2 separate regions of the Ovis aries genome follow, and region 1 is linked to region 2. A link is a contact called in public Hi-C data. All regions are on one chromosome and are shown on one strand. Each heading gives the region's core, a stretch centred on a gene start, on an enhancer-like site or on the middle of the called end of the contact. The rest is flanking DNA. Distances are from core to core; before and after follow the strand shown. Region 1 has its middle 47 kb from the start of PAPOLG. Region 2 holds the start of REL (REL proto-oncogene, NF-kB subunit).

Evidence for each region. Hi-C and Micro-C count contacts between places; a contact is called where the count stands out from the background.
Region 1: a Hi-C map of blood shows a contact between it and region 2, with 1.9 times the contacts expected there. The contact joins the enhancer-like site here to the promoter of REL in region 2. A contact is called at or near these places in 3 of 16 Hi-C or Micro-C datasets (all in blood).

The regions. Positions count from the first base shown.
Region 1 is chr3:63,196,538-63,202,021 of ARS-UI_Ramb_v3.0, forward strand. No RefSeq gene overlaps it. Among named protein-coding and RNA genes, the nearest start is that of PAPOLG, 47 kb to the right of the region's middle. Within about 2 kb of position 4,079, at least 11 of the 54 cell types and tissues checked have an H3K27ac peak or open chromatin away from gene starts, as enhancers often do.
Region 2 is chr3:63,128,860-63,133,990 of ARS-UI_Ramb_v3.0, forward strand. REL (REL proto-oncogene, NF-kB subunit) reads right to left here and starts at 3,122. Exons shown (of 10, transcript XM_004005929.5): 1 at 2,797-3,122. The coding sequence starts at 2,806. LOC121819047 (a long non-coding RNA gene) reads left to right here and starts at 3,575. Exons shown (of 3, transcript XR_006059194.2): 1 at 3,575-3,678.

The sequences.
Region 1 (5,484 bases), core at 2,829-5,328, 69 kb after region 2:
CTGAGCCAAGCCCAAGAATACTGGAGTGGGTAGACTATCCTTTCTCGAGTGGATCTTCCAGACCCAGGAATTGAACTGGACTCTCCTGCACTGAAGGTGGATTCTTTACCAACTGAGCTATCAGGGAAGCCCAAAGTTAGGCACAAAATCGGTGCCCAGTAAGTAGGAGGGACTGAAGCTACTGCAAACAACTTAAATTTCAGGCAAGATGGGAGAGCGCTGCACTCTACAGGTTCCTTCCTCACGCCGAGTATACGAAGGGCAACAGAGTATGCTACCCCAAGATGTGCCACCTTGGCGTAAGGACTATTTTGAACTGCAGGCAGTTGAGAAGCGGATATAAGAAAAGCTCTCGTTTGCTCCATAATTTCCTAAAAGTAGGACCGAAGTTCAGTAAGGTGTCCCTTTCCCCCTCTCTCCCAGAAGGGACTGAAGTTTATCGCTGGAAATACCTCTAGACCCTTACCAGCTCGGAGATGGCACCAGAGGACTCTGCCTAACAAACTCTACTAACAAGACTTTGCCTTTCATTGGTTCCTGCTCTGTATTTGCCTTCCCACAATTTGCTGCCATAGAAATTTAAATTCCTTTTCCTTTTCTTGTCACTTCTAAAAGCATATTGTTGTTTTGTTAAGATGTCACAGAGCCCAGCTGTAATCACCCCTTTGAGTGCACTGGTGCACTGCACATATTAGTAAACTGTTTCTTTCTTTCCCGTTAATCTGTCTTTTGACAGCCTGATTTACAGGCTCCAGGTAGAGAACCTAAGAGAGTAGAGGGAAAAAGACTTTTTTCCTTCCCTAATATCATACACTTCCCTGGTTGCTCAGATGGTAAAGAATCTGCCTGGAATGCAGGAGATCTTCCCGACCCAGGTTCAGTTCCTGAGTCCGGAAGATCCCCTGAAGAAGGGAATAGCAACCCACTCCAGTATTCTTGCCTGTAGAATCCCATGGACAGAGAGGCCTGGTGGGCTACAGTCAATGGGGTCGCAAAGAGTCGGACACGACTAAGTGACTAACACACACAGTATCATATATTCCTTATATTCTTTCTCTCTCTTAATCCTTACAGTTATTCCCATTTTACAGAGAAGGAACTGAAGATCAGAGGTGTTAAGTAATTTACCCAAAGTCACACAACTCCACAGGAGCTAGTACTCAGGTACAGATATGATTCTCTGCCTCCCACACACAGTGATGTGTGGTGGGATGGAACCAGAGTACTCAACTGCAGCAATGAAAAACTGTTTAGTCTCAAGTGTTTCTTTCTTTGCTTTTTTTCCTTGCCTCCAACATCTGGGCCTTCATTCCTAAGGGCCAGTTTGCCTACAGATTGATTCAATTTAAGTTTATGGGACACAAGATCTATTCCTGTTGCATTTCTCACAGTTTTTTTTTTTTTTTTTTCAGGGAACCTTTTGCTACATTTATTCCATTCACTCCAAGTCCTTTAGGTTTATGGAGAAGGAACATGCAACAAGATGCTGTTGGAGCCAGTAAATTCCTTCTGCTAAAACTCTTGACCATTGTGTCTTAGAGTGGAATGCCAGGACAACATGCACCAGAAATACCTGGGGGGTTGGATAAGGGTCAGTTTCTCAACTATGCTCCATAGTAGGTCTCTGTGTGGGAAATCGACCTCTTAACCAGGCACCTCTGGTTAATTTTGTTTAGGAGCTTTCAAGGACCTGTTTAAAACTTTACCTTATAATTGGCAGAGATAAGCCCACAAATCTCGAGTGTAGAGCTAGAATTATTATAAAGTACGTGCATTTTAACCTGAGTAAACCTATGTAGCAATCAGTCAGATCAAGATAGAGGAGGAGGAAGTTTCCCTCTACGTCATCCCAGAGGTAACTGCTATTCTGAATATTACCATGGACTAGTTTTGCCTGGTTTTGAACCTCACAGATGTGGAATCATACTGTTCTGCTGTTGTGCCTGTTTTCTTTCATTTACATTGTTTTAGCAATTTATCCATGTTGCTATATGTGCCAGTTTTTATTGTTGGTAATATTCTATTGTATGAGTATATCCTAATTTATTTATCTTTTCTCTTATTAAAGATCACTTACATTGTTCCCAGTTTAGGGCTGTTATGATTAAAGTTGCTAGGAGCATTCTTTCTTTCTTTTTTTTTTTTTTAGGTGTTTCATTTTTTTAACCTTTTATATCAGGATATAGCCAATTAACAGTGTTTTGATAGTTTCGGGTGAACAGTGATGGGACTCAGCCATACATACACATGTAGTCATTCCCCCCCAAACTCCTCTCCCATCCAGGCTGCCACATAACATTGAGCAGAGTTCCATGTGCTCTACAGTAGTTCCTTGTTGGTTATCCATTTTAAATATAGCAGTGTATAGGTGTCCATCCCAAACTCCCTAATTATCCCTTCCCCCCATCCTCCACCTCAATCCCCCTGCCAAACATCAGTTCGTTCTCAGTAAGTCTATGAGTCTATTTCTGTTTTGTAAATTCATTTGTATCATTCCTTTTTGGATTCCACGTATAAGGGATGTCATATGATAATTCTTCTGTCTGACTTACTTCACTCAGGATGACAATCTCTAAGTCTATCCATGTTGCTACAAATAGCATTATTTTGTTCTTTTTAATGGCTGAGTAATAATCCATTGTATATTTGTACCATATCTTCTTTATATCCATTCCTCTGCTGAGGGCAATTAGGTTGCTTCCATGTCTTGGCTATTTTTAAAAGTGCTACAGTGAACATTGAGGTGCATGTATCTTTTCATAACATATTTTTCTGTGGATATATGCCCAGGAGTGGGATTGCAGGGTCATGTGGTAGCTCTATTTTAGTTTTTTAAGGCACTTCCATGCTGTTCTCCAGAATGGTTGTACCAATTTGCATTCCCACCAACAATGTAGAAGGATTAGGAGCATTCTTTTTTTTTTTTTTTTTTTTTTAGGAGCATTCTTGTACTTAGTCTTTTGATGAACGCAGTCACTCATTTCTCTTTTTAGGTAACTGCATAGGATTGAAACTACTTCAGGCTTAAGGTTTGACTGTGAGAGGCAGATGGGAGTTGATTTATAACTAGGAGCAAGAAGTGCAGCACTGGGCAGGATGTTGGCAATCACCATCAAAACGGAACAAAGTGCCAGGGTGGGATCTCGGTTGCTGATTCTAGCTCATATATTCTTTTTCCCTTTTTTAAGACTTTTTTTTTTTTAATGTGGACCATTTTTTAAAGTCTTTATTGAATTTGTTACAATGTATTGCTTCTGTTTTATGTTTTGGTTTCTTGACCATGAGGCATGTGGGATCTTAGCTCCCCAATCAGGGTTTGAACCTGCACCCCCTGCATTGGAAGGCGGATTCTTAACCGCTGGACTGCCAGGGAAGTCCCCTGCAGCTCATGTATTCTTAATAGGCAATACTGCTCCCAAGGTGTTTCTTAGGTGGAGGGGGGTGAGGGGCAAAGGTATGTGAAAAAAAAATCTTATATATTGCAATGGTTCATGCCCTGATATATGTTGATATACAGTCATATCATGGGAAGAAGGGCAATTAGGAAAAAAATTGCCTGACAGGGTTCTTTAAGAGGAGGTAATGAAAACAGCTTGGGAAACACTAGTCTAGCTGAATGAATACATTCTCCTGGCTCCAACATCTGGATTCTAAGGAGATTATCACTCTTTTTGGTCCAGGAGGGGAATTTGGGAATAAGTAGCAGTACCTACAGATGTTCACAGAGAAACACAGCTAAATTCTTTGTGTTTGTGTTGGGAGGGCCTGGGACTTGTAGGTACAAGGAAGATAACACTCTGAAAGGACAAGTGAAGAACCAGAGTCCATGAAGATCTTGCTGTAATCAACACAGCAGCCAACTGGCCCGTGAGAGGAAAAGTTTATTTTATTAGCACCTCTGCTGAGGAAGGAAGTGATGAATGTCTCCACCAGCCCGCTGGGTGTCTTGTAAGATCAGATCTTGCCTGGAGGAAGCTCTGGAACCACAATATAGCCACCACAGTCGAGGCTTCCTCGGCAGCCGGCACCCATTGTTCTCCTTTAGCTCATGCGTGATGTTTCCGCCCCAGCAGGCCTTCCCTGGTGAGCAAATGGAAAGAAAATAAAAAATCTGGAAAGAATGAGCGCATCAGAGAGCAAGCGGACACCATGCACCAAGCTGCGATGTTAGCCCCTACAGTAGACAGGAAGAAAGGGGGCTTGGAGGGAAGGAAGCCCCTGTGCTTCTCCTTAACCCATGTTCTCTTTTGCCCAGGTTTCTCGGGGCGGGGGGTGCCACTCACCCCGACTTGCTTCTGAGGGGTATGTGAGTAGCTGTGAGGAGTACCCCTGGGGGCCGTGTAACTCCTAATCCCAATCCCACTAAACCCCAGCACTGACTTCAGCCCCGAATTACACACAGTGGCAGTGTGATAGGTACAGTGGCCAAACCCACTTGTAACCTGTGCGGCCTTAGTGAGTTTCTTTCCCTTTCTTAAGCTCTCTGGGCCTCTGTCTCCTCGTCTGCAGGATGAGGGTGGCAATGCTGGCCCCTCCCTCATCGTTATGAGGGCGAGACTAGTGAACATGTGTCAGGAGCTCAGAATAGAGCTCCGCACAGTTTCCTCTATGAGCAGTGGCCTGAGGATAACTCGCAGTGCTATGAATGGCTGCACTGTTACTTATGATAACAGATGCCTGTCCCCAAGCTGCATCCACACTAGGGAGGAGACCACCTTCTAATTTCTTATTCAACTGCAAGACTGAGAGGCAAGTGTTATTTTAATAATTTTCCCAACTCCTCTCTAGACTTCAGGCAGGGGTATTGCTGCCCCCTTGGGGCTGTCATTTCTTGATCGACTCCTTTTTCCCTCCCCTCTTTTCTCCCACTCAACAGCCAGGTTCCAGAAGAGGAGGTGGGGATAACCACTGTCCTTGGGGTGGGGGCGGGGTACGTAGCTAAGAGGAAATTATGATGGAGCCTGATGACTCATGACTTGCTGTGGATTTGGCCCACTGGGGTGAGGTCACGGCACAGAGAGGGACTCAAGCCGAGGTCTGCTGGTCTAAGAAGTAGAGCTGCTTTCACGTGAGGGCTGCTCCCTGCCGAGGCGGTGGTTGTGGGCCCTGTGCACCACGTCCTCTTCCTTTCCACGCTCATCACATGGAATGATGAGCCTGGCTGGTATAAATGCAGGTTGGATGGGTTCATCTGGTTGTTGGCATAGCTTTCAGAGGCCCAGCTTCTTTGTTCTATGTCCAGTTTCCAAAAGATCCTCTGACTTTTCTGGAAGGTTGTTCAATGATTTGTTCTGCGTATCACAGGCTGAGCTCTCCAGGAAGTAGGCTCTGCAACAGAGGTTTGCCTGCACAAAGTTTCCTGGGGAGTGAACCAACACCTGTAGCGAGAGGCGAAGGAGCAGGACGGATGGAAGGAAAAGCTGAACTTTGATGCTGTCCCAACAGAGGCTTCAGCTGATGTCATGAGGAGCTCTGGAGCTAGGA
Region 2 (5,131 bases), core at 1,872-4,371:
GTCATACACTGATTTTTCCTCCTTACTCAAAAGAGTTCTCTTGAAATTTACACTACAAAGGTGATAAGCAGTGGGTCTGCAGATGTAATTTCTTCGTGTACTTCCTATTACATGATGTAGCAGAATGATACTAAAGAAAACTGAATATACTATATACAAAATAGATAAGCAACAAGGATATACTGTACAGCACAGGGAATTATATACAGTATCTTGTAACAACATATAATGGAATATAATCTGTAAAAACAACCCAGTCACTATGCTGTACACATGAAACTAAAACAATACTATAAATCAACTATATTCCAATTTAAAAAATAATAATTTTTAAAACTGTAAGTAAAAATAAATTATCTAAATTTGAATACATATTTTACCAAAGACAGTACTATTTATTAGTAAACAAAGCACACAAAAACATTTGCACCTTCTACTGGAATAAGGAGAAGCTTTAAATTCAGACCAAAAAATAGCTAATTTTATTTACCTTAAAACAGATTAGAATCATAAATATACAAGAGTAAGGACTGCTTATGTATACCTTGGATGGGACTGAGAACTTCTTTTTAATGCCTATCCTAATTAACTGTGTCAAAAGAATGGAATCAAGGTGTAATTAAAAAAAAAAAGTAATCAAGACAGCTTGATAGAACTCAAGCTGTGAAATCCTAAATATGACAGTTTAACTGAACAAAATTTAGAATCATACATATAGTCCCAGTTATTCATAGTACTTATATAATTTTATTTATGAGATTATGATGTTACTGTCATATTATACAGACCATATATTCAACTACAGACACCTATTTACATATAACATCCGGTGAGAAATGAAGAAACAGTCTTAAATGCTTGGTAATCAATAAAAATACTTTCTGAGGTTTTTATACTCTGTACTACAAACTATAAACTAGACAATGGTAAACTAAGCAGAAGTTTTTTTCAGTTACTCTTTTGCTTAAATTACTGTTTCAAAACAGGATGGGAGCTTATAATTTTGTGAATCTTTTTCTCTAAGATTTTTACAAATGATTAAGGAAAGTACACCCAGATTTTTCCTTAGTAGTTTTCAAACAACAGAATTACAATTTAAATAACTTGTTACATTTTAAATAGTGTCATTTTAATATAATTCCAGAAAAGGGGAGGGTGATAATTACCCTTTAAAATTTTCCCCCCTCAATTTAGGAAATCAGTCCTCTCACTAAGACAAAAACAAATGTCAGTTTTAAACAAGTTTAAATTGTACCACATTTTTAAATGATGTGGGTCTTACAATAGTCCATATAAATGGCTAATTCTTCTTTCTCTCTTTTGAATGGATTACAAGTGTTACATTCACACCATATATCAACAAAGTTTGGTTAAATTACCAGAAGGCTGATTTTTCTGTTTACTTTATTATGCTAACCATTCTTTAACTTTCATACAAAATCCTTCTGAGAGTCAATAAATTAACCAAGTGTTTCAATCATCTTTGCACTTTTAATCTCAACATGGTCTGAATTTATGAATTTACAAGATTATCTGAAAGTTTAGGGTCACTGAAGTGGCTAAAGAGAAAGTTGAAATATTTTAAACTACATTTGTATTCTCACAGAAAACCACAGACAAACTGAAATCAAATGTCATGTGAACCACCCCAATTTCCTTTTTGGCCTAGAGCAGTAGCTACCTCTTTGTTCTGCTCAACCCTGTTTTTAAAAAAAAAAAGTCCTTTATGCTTTCTACTTCCTCTTCTCTGGTAGTCCTCAGTTTTCTACTGTGGGTCACTGAACCAGGGTGTTGGGAGGATGCAGGTCAAACATAAACAAGCCTCCTTCTTCAGCCTCCTGTTGTCTTCAGCCTCTGCGTTAATCCACACTTTAGGCCTCCTTGCCTCTGCTCACTCTTGCAGGGAAGGTGCCTCCAAGAACCGTGACAGACTCCTGTGAAGGTCCCACTCCAAAGCAGCCTACTTGATTTAGTAACCCTTAGGTTGCAGGCTAACCTAAACCACAGCTGGATGGGGAGGCTCCCTCCCGCATCCTTTAAGCAGTTTCTAGGTAAAGCAAGAGATCCCCGCATTTACTGTCTACAAATAAGTATTCACGTAAGTGACAGAAAGTTTTCATTCTCACCCGTTACTTTAAAGCACGGGGATCCTAAAAATCCTCTTTTCCCCTTCCTTCCAACAAAAGAGAACAAAACTCGATTTCTGCTCCATAAATTAAAAAGTACGCACTTTACAGTAAAAATGATCCACTTGTTGAAGCAACATTTCCACTTAAGACTTGTTAAAATACCACTGGTGATTTTTAAAGGCGCGTCACATTTGTCCAACTGTCAGCACAACTGCGATCACCTCTTGGCAACTGATGAAACTGAACTTAAAAAAAGATAAGCTCTCCTGAGACCGGAAGGTTCCTCATTCCTATTCTAAAACGAAACACCACCATTTCAACTTAAATCAATTTAAAAATACGGGAACTCTTTCGTCCTCCTTTATTTAGATTCTTATTACTTCCTTAATCCAAAAACAAAGTCTTCTGGAAGGTCTAAGGTTCCGGCTATTACAATGGCATCAAGTTACAGAGCGTGACTTCGATTTCGCACGCAAACCCTGAACCAGGTCACTTTTAAAAGGCTGACAAACTTACCAGAGGCGATTTTAAAAACAGAATGAGACATAACCAAAACTGGGCCCCCGAAACCCTGAGTAGTTAGATCCTCGGACGCACTCCTTCGCTCCCCGCTGTCCGGGACCCTGCCCACGCCCGGCCGTCGGTAGCCCGCGCCGGGAACACTCACCTGAGGCCATTGCTCCGCTCACAGCGCCGCCCCGCTCCGAGCGTCCGGACCGGAGGCCGCTACAGTCACTCAGCCCGTCAGTCGGGCCGCCCAGGGACCTCTGCTGGCGGGATCCCCAGTCCCCCTGACCACCCCCGGGCCTCCTCCTCCTCCTCCTTCCCGCCCTCCTCTGGATTTGCGGCTCACACCTTCCCACCCGCTTAATCCTCGCGCTCCGGTCACCCGGCGTCGCTCGTCCAGGTGGCAGAAGCCAGAAGACGGAGCGCAGCTACAGCGGAGAGCAGGTCTGCCTGAGAGGCGGACAGCCCAGCGGGAGGGGGACTTCCAGAGACTGACGTAGGATCCCTCACCTCCGTACCCCGGGGCGGGGGCGGGGGCGGAGGCGGAGCGTCCTGCGACCGGCGCGCGAGCGTCCGCCGACCGCTGCCGGGCCCCGTCCCGCCCATGCCCCGCCCACCCGCCCGTCTCCTGAATGCCGGGTGGGCTCGGGAACCGGTCGGGGAAGCTGCCTCTCCGGGAACGTAGGGAACGCTGGGAGCCGGGGAGTGACGGCCCCGAGCGTGCGAAAGCCGCCGGTCCCCGAGAAATCCCCCTCCTCCAGGATGTTCTTGGGCGCGTGGCTTAAAGTTCAGGAGGGGTGGGAGGGTGCGGTGACGTCGAGAAGGGCCGGCTGCCCTCCCGCGAGCACTTCGGGGCGGGCCCTCCCCTCCCAGGCTAGGGGGAACGACGGTCGGGGTTTTCGTTGGGTGGTTCCCCCTCTTCCCTCTGTCGCACATGCAAATCTCCGCCCCCGGACCGGCGGGCGGCGCAGCGCGGGCGTCCCGGAGCGCCCTCGAGGGGAAGTGCGGAAGCTGCCGCGGCCTCGGTGAGCCTGTAATTCAGGTATTTGCATACGGGGACCCCCGCAGTCTGATATACCTTTGCAACATCTCCTTTGTGAGGACTCTGTTAACGTACTTGACAAACTAAAAAACTTTTCAAGCTAGTAAGGTCCGCAGTGTGAGTTCGTTTCCTCGTTACTCAGTGCTCCAAGTTAATGAAGTGGACACCCCATTGGGATTTGACAGACTCACAAGGAAAGGACGAACGTGTAGCATCAGAATCTAGGATAACTTTTGTTTCCTTCCTGTATAAAGAATTTTGTATGTGTCAGTTTAGTTACCCCCTTTATAATGAATTATTATCCTCATTTTATAGATGAGGCAATCAGGGTTCAGAGAAGTAACTTGCCTGTACATCAGAATGCTAGTAAGAAAGAACAGTTTAAACTCAAGGTTTCGGACTCCAGAACTCCGTGCTCTTTCCACTTTCCTTTACCGTTTAAAATAAGTATGGAGGGGCAATGGGAGCTATCAGCCATACAAGTGCCCAAACTGGAGGCCCCAGTTGGGAAATAATTAAAAATAAACTCTCCTGTCACCACCCCCAACCAAAGCATCCTTTCCACAAAATATAGAAAACAATGAAACAGTTTTATGATTAGCATAAGCCGTAAACCATATTGTGATGCACTTAAGAGACCGCAAAGAGAAAAAGGAAATCTCACTCGTTTATATCATCAGATAGATGCAATCAACTACAATGCCTGTTGTCTTTCTCCCAAGGGAAAATAATCGGAATTACATCTTGGAGCTAAAACTCGAGGTTGAAACTCCCAGAGATAGGTAGCCAGGGCCCCATCTTCCTTGATGTTCAGATTTCAAAGGGATAGCTCCAAGACCCCCAAGAAAGATCTTAAGGGGGTGCAAAACCTGCAAGAAGCTTATTTGGCTTTTTAAAAGGTGTACAGAATTCGTTAACAGTTTCCTTTTTTTCTAAAAGCATTGCTAAATGAAAAGAGAGGAAAATGTTTTCTGTTCTTTTTGACGCTAGGCAGAGTTTTCAGTGTAATCATTTTAGACTTGTATTTACCCTTACCACCCCAAACGTCAGGGCTATGTGAATGAACTAAACATAATGTTTAAGAATCCATTAGGAGAATGAGAGACAAATAGGAATGGAAAATATTTTTGCATGTATTTTCTTATATTTCACCTCCAGAAACTGATCGACTTTAGGTGCTTCTTAATAGAACACAATAATGTTTGCTTGCAGAAGAGTTTGGAGCCAGACAGAAAATCTCTCCCAGGTGCAGGACCCCAGAGTTCTAAAACCACTCCCATCTGTGAAATCACAAGCTAGATCTTAGGAGATTTAGTAACACTACACAATTTTGAATTCGTTTTATTTTTATTTTCCAAAGACTTAACTTATTTAAACCTCCTCACTAACAGGAACGCATGTTTGTATTTATTTCCAGAGCTATTTGTATTTGTCACATGAGTAAGCCATAGGT